3 separate regions of the Rattus norvegicus genome follow, and all the other regions are linked to region 1. The links are chromatin contacts, called in public Hi-C maps. All regions are on one chromosome and are shown on one strand. The core of a region is the stretch at or near the end of the contact, and the rest is flanking DNA. Distances in the headings are between cores, read along the strand shown.

Evidence for each region. Hi-C and Micro-C count contacts between places; a contact is called where the count stands out from the background.
Region 2: a contact with region 1 is called in a Hi-C map of psoas muscle, with 1.9 times the contacts expected there. The contact joins the enhancer-like site here to the promoter of Raph1 in region 1. A contact is called at or near these places in 2 of 12 Hi-C or Micro-C datasets (frontal cortex and psoas muscle).
Region 3: a contact with region 1 is called in a Hi-C map of liver, with 2.3 times the contacts expected there. The contact joins the enhancer-like site here to the promoter of Raph1 in region 1. A contact is called at or near these places in 2 of 12 Hi-C or Micro-C datasets (frontal cortex and liver).

The regions. Positions count from the first base shown.
Region 1 is chr9:69,481,908-69,485,968 of GRCr8, forward strand. It overlaps Raph1 (Ras association (RalGDS/AF-6) and pleckstrin homology domains 1), which reads right to left and starts at 2,112. Exons shown (of 14, transcript NM_001108798.2): 1 at 1,914-2,112. It also overlaps a transcript of Abi2 not described here.
Region 2 is chr9:69,628,331-69,632,133 of GRCr8, forward strand. No RefSeq gene overlaps it. Among named protein-coding and RNA genes, the nearest start is that of Cd28, 30 kb to the right of the region's middle. Within about 2 kb of position 2,446, at least 14 of the 93 cell types and tissues checked have an H3K27ac peak or open chromatin away from gene starts, as enhancers often do.
Region 3 is chr9:69,647,378-69,651,435 of GRCr8, forward strand. No RefSeq gene overlaps it. Among named protein-coding and RNA genes, the nearest start is that of Cd28, 11 kb to the right of the region's middle. Within about 2 kb of position 2,579, at least 4 of the 93 cell types and tissues checked have an H3K27ac peak or open chromatin away from gene starts, as enhancers often do. A contact at or near this core is called in liver, where this site is marked.

The DNA of each region.
Region 1 (4,061 bases), core at 862-3,361:
AGATGTCTGGGGAAATACAAATCACTAACAAGGCCTTGTAGACATTTTGTACTTACTTCAACTGCTGTCTGGAACTGCTGTCTGGAACAAACTCAACAAAGGGTTTTAAAGAGTGTCCTTATTTTGTCACCTCTCCAGGGTTCTACTTAGAGAATTCGGATTTTACTTTATTTTTTATGTGGTTGGCTTTTCAGATAGGCTCTCATTGTGTAACCCAGGTTGACCTGGACTTTACTTCAATCTTCCTGCCTCAGCCTCCCGAGTGCAAGCTACAGGCATCCACCATGTCTGGCTCCTGAACTCAGCTCTAAAAGGATAATTACCACCTACAAGTGAAATGGCTTCTTCTCCCAGTCTACACTGTTAAAATCCTGCTCATCCTGTTGAAATTGAAATACATGATGCACACGTATGAAAAGATCAGATGAGACCCTGTATTATGTATAACTAATAAAACGTTTTTAAAAGAAGTATTATTCAACCTTTTAAAAGGCTCCACTTTATACTGGCAGCTTCCATAGATTTCTCCCCACTGACGTCTTAATGTAGAATCAACCTTCTCCTTGCTGCCTTATGCTACACAAGCCTCAACAACGCACTGTTACCAACATTCACTTCTGGCCCTCCCTCTCCTGAGACACCTGACCCTCCGCCCCCAGCAGTAGGAAAAGAAGTTTAATTTAACACATATGGTGCAGGCGACAGGGTACCAATTTTGCATACCTTTTCTTATTCAATCTTGACAACAGGCTAGAAAGGTAAACAGGTGGCGCACTGCTGCTTACCCGTAGGGAACTACTGCATAGTTAATGGCTTGCTTGTCCACTATCACGTCGCTAGTCTATTCTAGCGCATGGAATGTTAGTTTACTCTGTTCTAACGCTGCTTTCACTGCTCAAGTGTTGTAGAAGTGTCTCCCACTATACCTGAGTAGGTTTCCGCGACTGTGTGCTCACTTCAATATTCTTACGAACACAATACCACCATTTAGAATCATGCCTCACCCTTAGCCTGCTACCTTTACAATTCCTTAGGGAGGACTTTACCTACTGGGGTGGCTCTCCACTTCTCTATGAGAAATGCTGCAGGGAGCACCCACCCCACACTCTTCTTCCCACAAAATGTATGAAATACAACACACAGGAAACATGCAACTCATATCATTTCCCAAAGCCCCTATTTCACTCTGAGGCACATGTTTATACCAGCATAAGGATCCAGCAGTTCCCAGTTCACACAGTGGGGCTATCCTAAGACAACGTCTGAATAAGAAAAGGCTATCTTTCAGGCGTCTTAAAACGAAGGCACCCTAACCAACAGTATTAGGCAGCCTTCCCTCTCTCAGCCGTCCTCCACTGAATTGCAGTTTGGATTTCCGGCGGGAATGTACGCGGAAAGATGAGATGGAGCTAAAAAGCACTAGAGCAATTACTTTGCCGGCTTAATTAGAAGACACAGAAAGCGCCCCGCCTTTCTAAATCTCTGCAGTGAACTCATCTATGAAGGCAGGCAGGGCACGGAAGCTAGAACAATCCCGCATCCAGCCACCGGTTTCTGTGGCTATCGGGGGCCAGTTCCTTTCCACCCGTGGTCCCCGGCCACCAGCGCCCTAGTGCTGAGTATCAGCCCTGCCGCACCTCCCCAGGCGGACCTAGGTCTCATTGTCTGCACGGTGCAGCCCCAAGGGGCGCGGGGTGCAGCCCAGGCCCCGCCGACCCCTACCCAACGCAGGCCGCCTGGTCGGGCTCAGCCCAACGCCAAGCCCGGCCGGCAACGACCCCGCCCCGGACTGCAGCCGCCTGCACTCGTCCCGAGGGCCACGCCGGGCACTGGGAAAATGGAGACGGCAGCGCCTTCGGAGCACCCAGATCTCTGTCTCCCGGACCTCGAGGGCCAGGCGTCGGAGCACTCACCGCGGCAGCCCCTCGGCCCTCCCGGAGCCCCGCGCTAGGCAGCAGCTGCTCGCGCCCTCCAGCCGCCGCTGCCGCCTCGCCAGGCGCGACGCTCCTCTCCCGAACGCTGAGAGCGACCGCAGCTCCCGCGGCGCGCGCTCGGTGACTGACTGACCGACCCACAGAGCGGGCGTCGGCGGGAACTGGGCGGGTCGGCCGCAGAGCCGGGCGGCGGGGATCACAGAGCCCGCGCGTCCGGCCCCGGCATACAGGGCGGGGCTGAGGGCCGCGGGGCCCAGGGGCGGACCGCCTCGCGCCCGGCCGCGCGCTCCTCGGCGCGGCCACCGCTCACTTCCGGCGCTGGCGGCCACGCGCCTCTCTTGCCGCCTGCACACGCGCACGCGCGCGCCCCTCGCGGCCTGGCCAGCCACCCCCCCCCCCCCCCACCACCGGCCGCCCCTCAGGCGCCGGGCCGCACCCAGCCGCGGCTGTCCTCCGCGCCCTGCCTTTCCTGCGCGCGTCCTTGTGAGCCGCCTCCAGGAACCAATGAATCAGAGAATGAATGAGAGGAGAGGAAAATCCCGCCGCGGTCCCGCCCGCCGTGGCCTTGCCCGGGAAGCCTGCCCAATTGCTTCGGTCCGAGGGTCTTGGAAGACTGAGGGCGGACGAGGAGGCCGGTCTCGGATGTGCGCCTTTGCCTGCTCGGCATCCTCAGTCTCCAAAACCAACCCTGGGCTAACCTTAGGCACTCACCGACTATTGTTGAAATCTGGGAGCAGTGCCTTAGGAAATCCCATTTTAGCTTAAACTCTGCAGTTTCGTTCAATGTATGGGAAGCTTTGGAATCAGACGTTATTCCATTCATCTTTACCTTTTCACATCAAAGCCTGTTCATCTGTGTCCCTGTTCTGTTCTCCTTTACTGAATTTGTTCTCAGCAAGGGTGTTAGCCTGAGCCCTCTCCTGAGCCCTGTGCTGTGTTTCCCGAGTACTACATTTAAAATACTGAGTTTGATGCCAAGCTCCCAATTACTCAAATGCTGCTTATTTTAATGCAGGTTTGACTTAGGCAGACTTAGATTTCTTTCGATTTACGTCCTTCTCATGACCTTCATGTAAAGTTGATCAAAGGAAAGGCAAAGTAGTATTAAATTACCTTTGCTTGGCTATGTACTTTGTTAGCATTAAAGAAATTGAGCTATGGTCTGGAATTGGCTGCATTGAATTTTCAGCATTTCCCCTCATGTCTTCTTGTCCTCTCTTTAACCGTTTCTGTAATTTGAATTTTAACCCCCCCCCCAAAATCACGTATTTCCAAAATTCTGGCGATCTTTCTAAGAATGAGTATTCATTTCTCTATTCTAGGATCAAATCCCAGTTTGACTAATTGCACTTGACTTCCTGATATTCTTGAAGATTTCCAAGTGGTTTCAGTTTTTAGTAGTCTTTCCCAAACTGCTGCACGATCTGCTTCAAACTGGTATTTAGAACTGTCCAATACCATTACTGGACTGTTTCACATGTGAGATGCTTATACTTTAGGAAATAAATGCATTTTTCTATTTTAAATTTATAGGCACTTCAATAACCATGTAAAATAACATTATCTCGTAAACTAAAAATGGTAGAAGTGGCCCGTTCCTGTGACCTCTCTTCCTTGTTGAGTTTAGTCATCATTTATTACCTGTAATTTTTTTCAGCGCACTATATTCTCTTAATGAATATCATGTGCAGTATCTTCTGTAGACCTTTGTATTAAAGACTAATGCTTTGAAATTTTGAATCAGCAATGCATTTAAATGTCTGGAGCCCCTTCATTTCCCTTGTGACTAAGTTTATTGAGATTGAACATACCTAGGTGCTCAAACCTAATAACGTGTTGTCAAATGTTATTACCAGGCTGAACGTTAACATTACAAGGAAGAGTCTCACTTTTATAGAAACCTCCTTACAAAATAGGCCCCAGAGTGCTCTTTAGATAGCTCTCAGCCAACTCTTCCAAGAAGTGCTTGGGCTGGTTAAGATGAATCTTAGAAAACAGTCACTTTCCATCACTGAGAAAAATAAACAGGTCCTCATCAGTTCCATTAAACCATGAAATAATCCATTCACTTAATTAGAGTCTATTGAGCTCCAGCTAATGTGTAAGAATGCGAAGACAAGAGAGACT
Region 2 (3,803 bases), core at 1,196-3,695, 150 kb after region 1:
GTACCCAGTCCTATGCTAGCCAGTCAGTGAGTTCCAGATTAGGTGAAAGACCCTTCCTAAAAAGGTAGAGAAGCAAATAAGAAAAACATTGCTGCCAATTTCTGACCTGGCCACCCATGGGCACTTACCCACGTGCACACATAAAGGAACTGTATACACACATATAGGAACATGTGTATACACACACACACACACACACACACACACACACACACACACACACACACACACATATGCACCACATAAATCTTAGAGAAATTAACCCGGTCTCTAATCAGCAAATAAAATGACACATATCTGAAGGTGCAAAACTGATGTTTTGGTTAATCAAGTGTACCCTGTAGACATGGAAATATGAGTTTTCCCATTTCGTAATGAGGATTTTGGTTTGTGTTTTAAATAGATAGAATGTGTCAGAACTGATACTAAAATCTGGGTCATTTAGAAACTTCCTACCACTGCCTTCAACTCAAGAGCTTAAACTTGAGATGCCCTTAGTGAAGACCGGAAGGGTTCACAGTGGTGGGAACCACAGGCAAGGTTTCCCCATAAAGCAAGATGTCTTGACCCCTGGTAGAGTACAGCTGTTATTAAGTAAGGGGCATTCTTGTTATAGACCAAGAAGGACTGGAGCAAGGACATGCAAGTCTGCTCAAAGATGGCACTGTAGGTGCCAATCAGGTCGGGGAGAGAGAGAGATTCCTTACCTAATGGATACTCCTGAGCCTCAGCCATCAGGGCCCAAGTGCGCTAGCAAAATCTGAAAGCTTTTCAGTCTGTCTAGAGAAGATGATGTCCACCAATATACTGTCAGAAAACTCTGAAATAAAGAAGGTGAGAAACCTGGGACCAAAGCAGCCGAGACTCAGCATCTTGTCACTGCTCCCTGTGTCCTGCAGCACCAATGCTGACCTGCTGCTCCGCAGAAACAACGCCCTAAGAAACATGCGGAGGAAGCCACAAGAGAATGACAGAAGCCAAAGCCAAATGCCAGAAACGGATTGCCAAGAGACGTAGGCTGTCCTCTCTGACATCTGCTACTTCTGAGTCGGAGTCCAGTCAAAAACAAGTCTTTAAGAGGAACAAATACGTGGTCAACCTTTGAAGAAAGGAAGAAAGAAAGGAAGGAAGGAAGAAAGGAAGAAAGGAAGAAAGGAAGAAAGGAAGGAAGAAAGGAAAAAAGGAAGGAAGGAAGAAAGGAAGAAAGGAAGGAAGAAAGGAAGAAAGGAAGGAAGGAAGAAAGGAAGAAAGGAAAAAAGGAAGGAAGGAAGGAAGAAAGAAAGGAAGGAAGGAAGGAAGGAAGAAAGGAAGAAAGAAAGGAAGGAAGGAAGAAAGAAAGGAAGGAAGGATGAAAGGAAGGAAGAAAGGAAGGAAGGAAGGAAGGAAGAAAGGAAGGAAGGAAGGAGGGAGGAAGGAAGGGAGAAAGAAAGAAAGGAAGAAAGAAAGAAAGGAAGAAAGGAAGGAAGGAAGGAAGAAAGAAAGGAAGAAAGGAAGGAAGGAAGGAAGAAAGGTAGGAAGGAAGAAAGGAAGAAAGGAAGAAAGGAAGAAAGGAAGAAAGGAAGAAAGGAAGGAAGGAAGGAAGGAAGAAGGAAGGAAGGAAGAAAGGGTAATTCTTATTTTCAGTTGGAATAAAAACCAACAGGAAACTTCAAGGCATTCCATTTCTGTTAGTTGTTATAATTGATATAACAGTATAGCATTTTATGTATTCTAACTGCAACTGAAAACAGATATCTAATACTTAAGAAAATATTTTCTTTTGGTAGTCATTTTATTCATGGTTTCTCTTCCTCAAATTGGGTCTTTCCCTGTAGCCTAGGCTAGTCTTAAATACATCATTCTGTCCAGGCTGGCCCTCAGACTTACATCAATCCTCCTGCCTCAGTCTACTGAGTGCCAGAATTACAAACACTCACACCCAACTCACCCTATGTGTGTGAACCCTTAAGCTAGTAAGAGAAACTTTGAACTTCTTCTATTCAGTCCTATGTCTACTTTTAGTGAATATTTGTAAGAACCAATATAATTCTTTCTCAGTAACTATGTTTTTTTGTTTCCTTCAGAGGGTCATGTGAAAGATTGTATAATTCAGAAAAGTTATTTCTACTATGAAAAAAAAACACTCCACATTTAAATCAATCTGAGTCTCTCCCTCACATCCAGGCTGAATCTAGGACACATCTGGATGTTGGAAACATCCACATTTGATTGACTTTTCCAGTTTTCAGAGCATTTAGTAAATAAAAGAATAAGGCACTTGTCCTGACACATGCCTTTTAAAGAAGTCAACAGCATTTCTGTGGGACTGGCAAGCCCATAGCACAGCCCTTGTTTCCTGCCCATTGCCCCTGTCAGACGTGCCTCATGCTGGTGGACAAGGTTCACTTTCAAAGGGTGTGGTTTTTGAGGTTGCCAACATGCCTTACCATGGCTTAAAATAGCTCTCTCTGGCTGCCAGATGGCCCAAGGAGACACCCAACTTAGGAGTCACCGACTTTAGAGACTTCTGGGTGCCTTAGGACTAGAACTCTTTCAGGGTCCTTCCTACATTTCTATTTTTAAACATCTGAACCACTTTAAACTTTAAACCAGGACCTTATTCTTCTCCTCCCCCTTCCCCTTGTAAGTGAAAACAGAGAGTAAGAATTAATTTTGGGAACAGACAGCTATGCTGACCTGTTGCCAGTCCCCTGAGAACATTCATTTTAAACTACTCTCCAAAAGAAACTTACTTTTTCAGACTAAATTCTTTGAATTCTGTGTATACAGAAGGCAAGAGAAACCCCATGGGGAAGCAATTCTGGTAGCCTACAAATAAAGCAGCCCCTGTGGCCACCTGACAAGAGTAAAGGAAAAAACCTTAGATACACTCCTCGGGGTAAATTCTTTCCTGGGTACAAATGCACAAAACACAGTTCATTCCAAGTTACAGAATGGTAATTCAATTGCCTGGGGAAATTAAGGGAAAAAAATCTTGAAAGAGAAGGCAAATAATATTATTTAGGGACAGAAATAATTTTTTATTAATTGAATGGAAGAATAAGATGAATAGGGTTTTAAAAAAGAGAAAAATAAATATATTGTAAAGGAGGCCTTCGTCAACTATTTCCTGAGCACTTACTATGCATGAAAAATAGTTGCAGTCTCTAGAGATCTAATAAACAAGAGACTAGAGATATTCCTGGCCCTCATAGGCTTCCTAGTCAGTGGAGGGCTCAGCTAGCTACCTAAACTAGTGTGCTAATGTGGTAGTGTGTGTGTGTGCGTAGATACTTCACAAGGATGCTTAAATCAAGAACTTAAAGGGTTAGATGGACAAAGCTCTTGACTTTGTCTTTGTCTCTACTAGGGTCCTATTGCTGTGATGATAAGACACTATGGCCAAAAGCAAGTTGATCAGGAAAGGCTTTATTTGGTTTATGGTTTCAAATCACAGTACATCATTAAAGGAAGTAAAGGCAGGAACTCAAACAGAACTGGAATCTGGAGGCAGGGGCTGACGCAGAGGCCATGGAGGGTGCTGCTTACTGGGTCGGTCCTCATGGCTTGCTCAGCCTGCTTTCTTCCACAAGCCCAGGGGGTCATGTCAAAACATATTTCCATTGAATTTATTTAATTCTTCTAAATAAGAAGGCACCTAATATGCTCAGTCCTGTGTTTGCGGTGAGCAGACACCACACAGTTCTGGTTCTTATGGGCATACATTGTGAATTTTATATAGTAACTTATAAATACATGAATTCCAATTTTACCAGAAGAAACAATATAAGTGCAAATCTCAAAATAAAAGATTTTAGCTGAGA
Region 3 (4,058 bases), core at 1,329-3,828, 170 kb after region 1:
GTGTGAGCTCGTCTTCCTGCCTGCCTGCTCGCCTGCCTGCCTGCCTTGCTTGCTTCCTTCCTTTTTACTAGGTCTCATGCCACCCAGGTTGACCTTGAACTCATGATCCACGGGAGTATAGTTTCTGATGCTTCTCCTATCAGTTCATACAGCTTAGGTGGAGTTTATTCGGAAGCTGTGATTTAATGACAAAAAACAAGAAGTCAAGGCATCTAAGAGCTGGGGGAAGTGTGCCTGAGTCCTTTGTGGCTGTTTCCTAGGTCTCTTCATCAATAACATGGACTACAAGCTCCCACACATGGGTTTTCTGAGATAATATGGGTGAACTGCAAAAGGGACCATCATTTGTCAGTCTGTAGCTTCTGATCCTAGACAATGGACACTAAGAAACTGGTCACTTCCTCTTTTTTCTTTCTGTTTCTCAGGCCTTCAGTTTTCCTTCTCGTGATGCATTTTGTTGTGGATTTGAAATCTCGCCTTTTCTCTTGATTTAAACAATTGCTCCCCTGATGTCACACCTCCCGCCGCCCCCGACTCTCTTGTGTCTCATCCCCACCTTCCTGACCAACCTTTTTTCTGTACCACGCGCTAGCTAGGAGTAAAGACTCTATCCTTGGAGGCAGTGTCTGTGGTTCTCCAGCGATGCCTGTGGCCGGTTGTATAAATGTGCAGAATTCTGGGCTGCTTTCTGTGGCTGCAGGTCTCAGTCACCGTCTCCAGTGGTTTTTCTCAGGGACAGTTCTCTGCCCATCAGCCTGACTCCTTTGCCTTTCTTAATCTTTCTCACTTGATTTAAAACTGAGTCAGCAAGTGGAAGACAGTAATTTATTATCCTTTCCAAACTCAACAACAGAAAAATACCAAGATTTAAGGCACAAGTGGGAAGGAGCCACTTCACTGCTTGTAGTGGCCCTGAGCTGGAAGTCCCCTAAGGCCCGCTTTCACCTTCCTCTGCTCTGAGCGCTCAGCAGTCAGGCTGGACACAGAGCTTAAGGCCACTGATAACAATCATATGAAACCGACATTGGCGAGCAGACCTGTTTTAAACACTGGATCCATTATGCAGATGCCTCCTGAGTCCATGACATCAAAGCAGGGGTTTGTCTTACTGTAAGACTTCTGCACTGAACTCAGTTCACAGAGTAAGATCCAAGCATGGTGTGGAGATTCGTGGTGACTGACAAGTCTGCCACAGCCCAAGCCTTCCTTGGTGAAATTTCACTTTCACGTCACCCAACTCTTTGTGGGTCTGCAAGCAGGCCAGGCCCCTTAAGACTTTTATTGGTAGTGTATACTGTGCCTGAAAAGCAAGTTCCCCTCCTGACTATGGTCTGTATTCTCTGTATCATGTGACCCTGCTCACACGTGCCTCTCCAGGTAGATTAGGGTCTTCTTCCTCCACGTTTCTTCAAGGCTGACATTTTTGAGGGGATATGGGAATTCTCTTAATCTTCCAGTCTATAGGGTGAATGAATGCATTTCTAAGGTGACTTCACGTGACTTACATACACTTCCGGTCTTACTTGTTCCGTTTAGAGCTGCACAACTGTGGTTTCCCCAGAAGAGCCTGATAATAATTTGGTCCAGCAAACATGAGTAAATGTCACAGTGTGAGCAATATCAGGAGAAATTAGCTCAGAGCCAAGCCCTGAGAGGATAAGGTTTCCCCATATTCCCAGTCTCCATCCAGAGTCTGCGATTGGGCAGATCGATGAGCTCGGTGCTAGGCACTCCAAGTCTGAGTGGGCTGGGATGCCATGGGAGCTACATTCTGTGAGCACTGAAGTCGTCTGGACTTCTTCTCAAGGCAATATGTAAAAGACACCATATGTAGCGTTGGTGTTGTGGGTGTTCTAGGTGCATTCTTACACAAATCCTAGATTTATCTGGTCTTAGTGGTCTTTTCCTGTTTTTCCTTTTGTGCATTCTTTTTGAGATCGCATAGCTCAGGCTGGCTGCAAACTGATTGTATATAGTCCAGGCTGGCACCCAAATTCTTCATCTACCTGCCATAGCTTCTGGATTCTCTCATGTCACCACTCAGCTCCCTCTCTCCTTCCCAAGTACCTCTCCTTCCTATTTCTAGAAGAAAGCACACAATTTTAATTTCATCCTGTGTACTTATGGGAGATTGATAAAGACGTGTGTGTGTGTGTGTGTGTGTGTGTGTGTGTGTGTGTGTGTAAAGATAACTAAGCATGATATCACTTAGGAAGAAAAACACACTGCTTTTTCTAGAAAAATTAAGTCTTAAATCTTTGAGATGGTTTTGCCTTTGCCTTACATAGCAAATGCTTAATAAACTATAGCCACAAGTATAATCATTAATTATTAGTAATAAGATTCGATTTTTAAAAGCAGGTTGCATTTATGCTAAAAATCAAAGCAAGTGTGGAGAGCACTCTCCTGGCCCTACATTCTTCATAGGAAGTAGAGATTGTATATATTAGCTGGAGTTCATCCAGGCTGCTTTTGGGACAAACAGGATAGCAGGTCAACAGCTGTTACTCTTCTATGACATTCCGGGAAGTGGACAGATGTATTCAGATGACCTTCCTTATTCAGTGACTGTGGGAACTTGTGGGAAAGAGTAGGAGACAGGGGGCCACAGCAGAGCAGGGAGGAGGAGCAGATTCCCAGTGGGTCAGTAACATGAGCGACCACGGAGAGCAATGTTGAAGTTAACAGCTTTATTTCCTGGGGGGGCCGCTTTAAGCAACACGTTCGAAGGCCTATAAAACTTGTAGCAGAGGGGGAGGAAGCTTAAGCATGACAGTTTTCCCAAGGCTTGGACAGGATTTCAGTTCCTGAAGAGGTTAGAGGTGGCCGGCTTACAATCCACTTATTACATGGTCAGGAATAGAAAAGGGATCTGTCAGGTTCAATACAGGATGCAGAGTGAAATGCATTCCTTTCCTTGCTCTCCCACCACAATCATGTCTAATTGTCATCTGGACTCCAGAAAATACCTAAACATCCCAGTGCCTTTAAGCAGCAAATCAGACACAGGAAGCTTGCTGCCCCTGTGCCATGCCATCCAGAAGGTAGGAGACTGTCTTTAGATCAACCTCAGTGAAACCGTCAGATTTTCAGAAATGCAGAATTTTGGGTATAGTTGACTATTTCGCTGATAACCATCTTCTCAGCAAACAATGTCAGGTATGTAAGTTTACCCTGTTGACGTGGCCTAGCTGGAGTCTGAAGGCAGCACACCTTCTCCGTGTTCATGATGCCACGCCCCCTTTGCTTTCTTCAGATTGACAAATACACGAACTTCTTGTCAGAGCCTATTGTCTGGGCTCCTGATAGGTCTGCCTTGCTCACAGTAGTCTGAGTTCTTTGTCTGGTCAGGATAACTTCCTTTCAGATGATATCAAGGCTGTACTTTGATACTTTGTTCCTCTTCTGGTGAGGTCTCCATGAGTATAAGGTCAGCATGATGGTGCTGAGAACCAAATCGTCCTGATTAAAGAAGACATTAGAGAAGCAGTTCTTAACCACTGGGTTGTGTCCCCCTTGGGGCTCCCATATGAGACAGCCTGCATATCAGAGTCTTACATTAGGATTCATGACAGTAGAAACACTACAGTTATGAAGTAGCAACATAGTAACTTTATGGTTGGGAGTCACCACAGCATGAGGAAATGTATTAGAGGGTCACAGCATTAGGAAGGTTGAGAACCACTGCCTTAGAGTCACGTTTAGCAGAATGAAACAAATTAAGACAGCTGCTTAGAGTTGCATTGTGAGTATACGGCTTAGCCACTCTGAGCTCTTGTTTCCTTAACCATGAAATGGAGATAATGATGCTCTTCACCTCCTGGGGTTGTAGTGAGGATTAGGTGAGATGAAGCATGCCTAGCTCTTAGCTCATGCAGCTGGAAGCCTCAGATAAATCTTAGCTACAGCTTTTATAACTCAGTGATAAGCCTACCTGCTAAGGGGCCAAAGTCCACTTAGGTCCTTTAGGTAATTGCTCTAGGAAAAATTTCACAATATTGTTTCATGTAGTTCTTGATAAAAACTCTTAAGTTGTTCTTGCAAAAGTTTTACTCGGT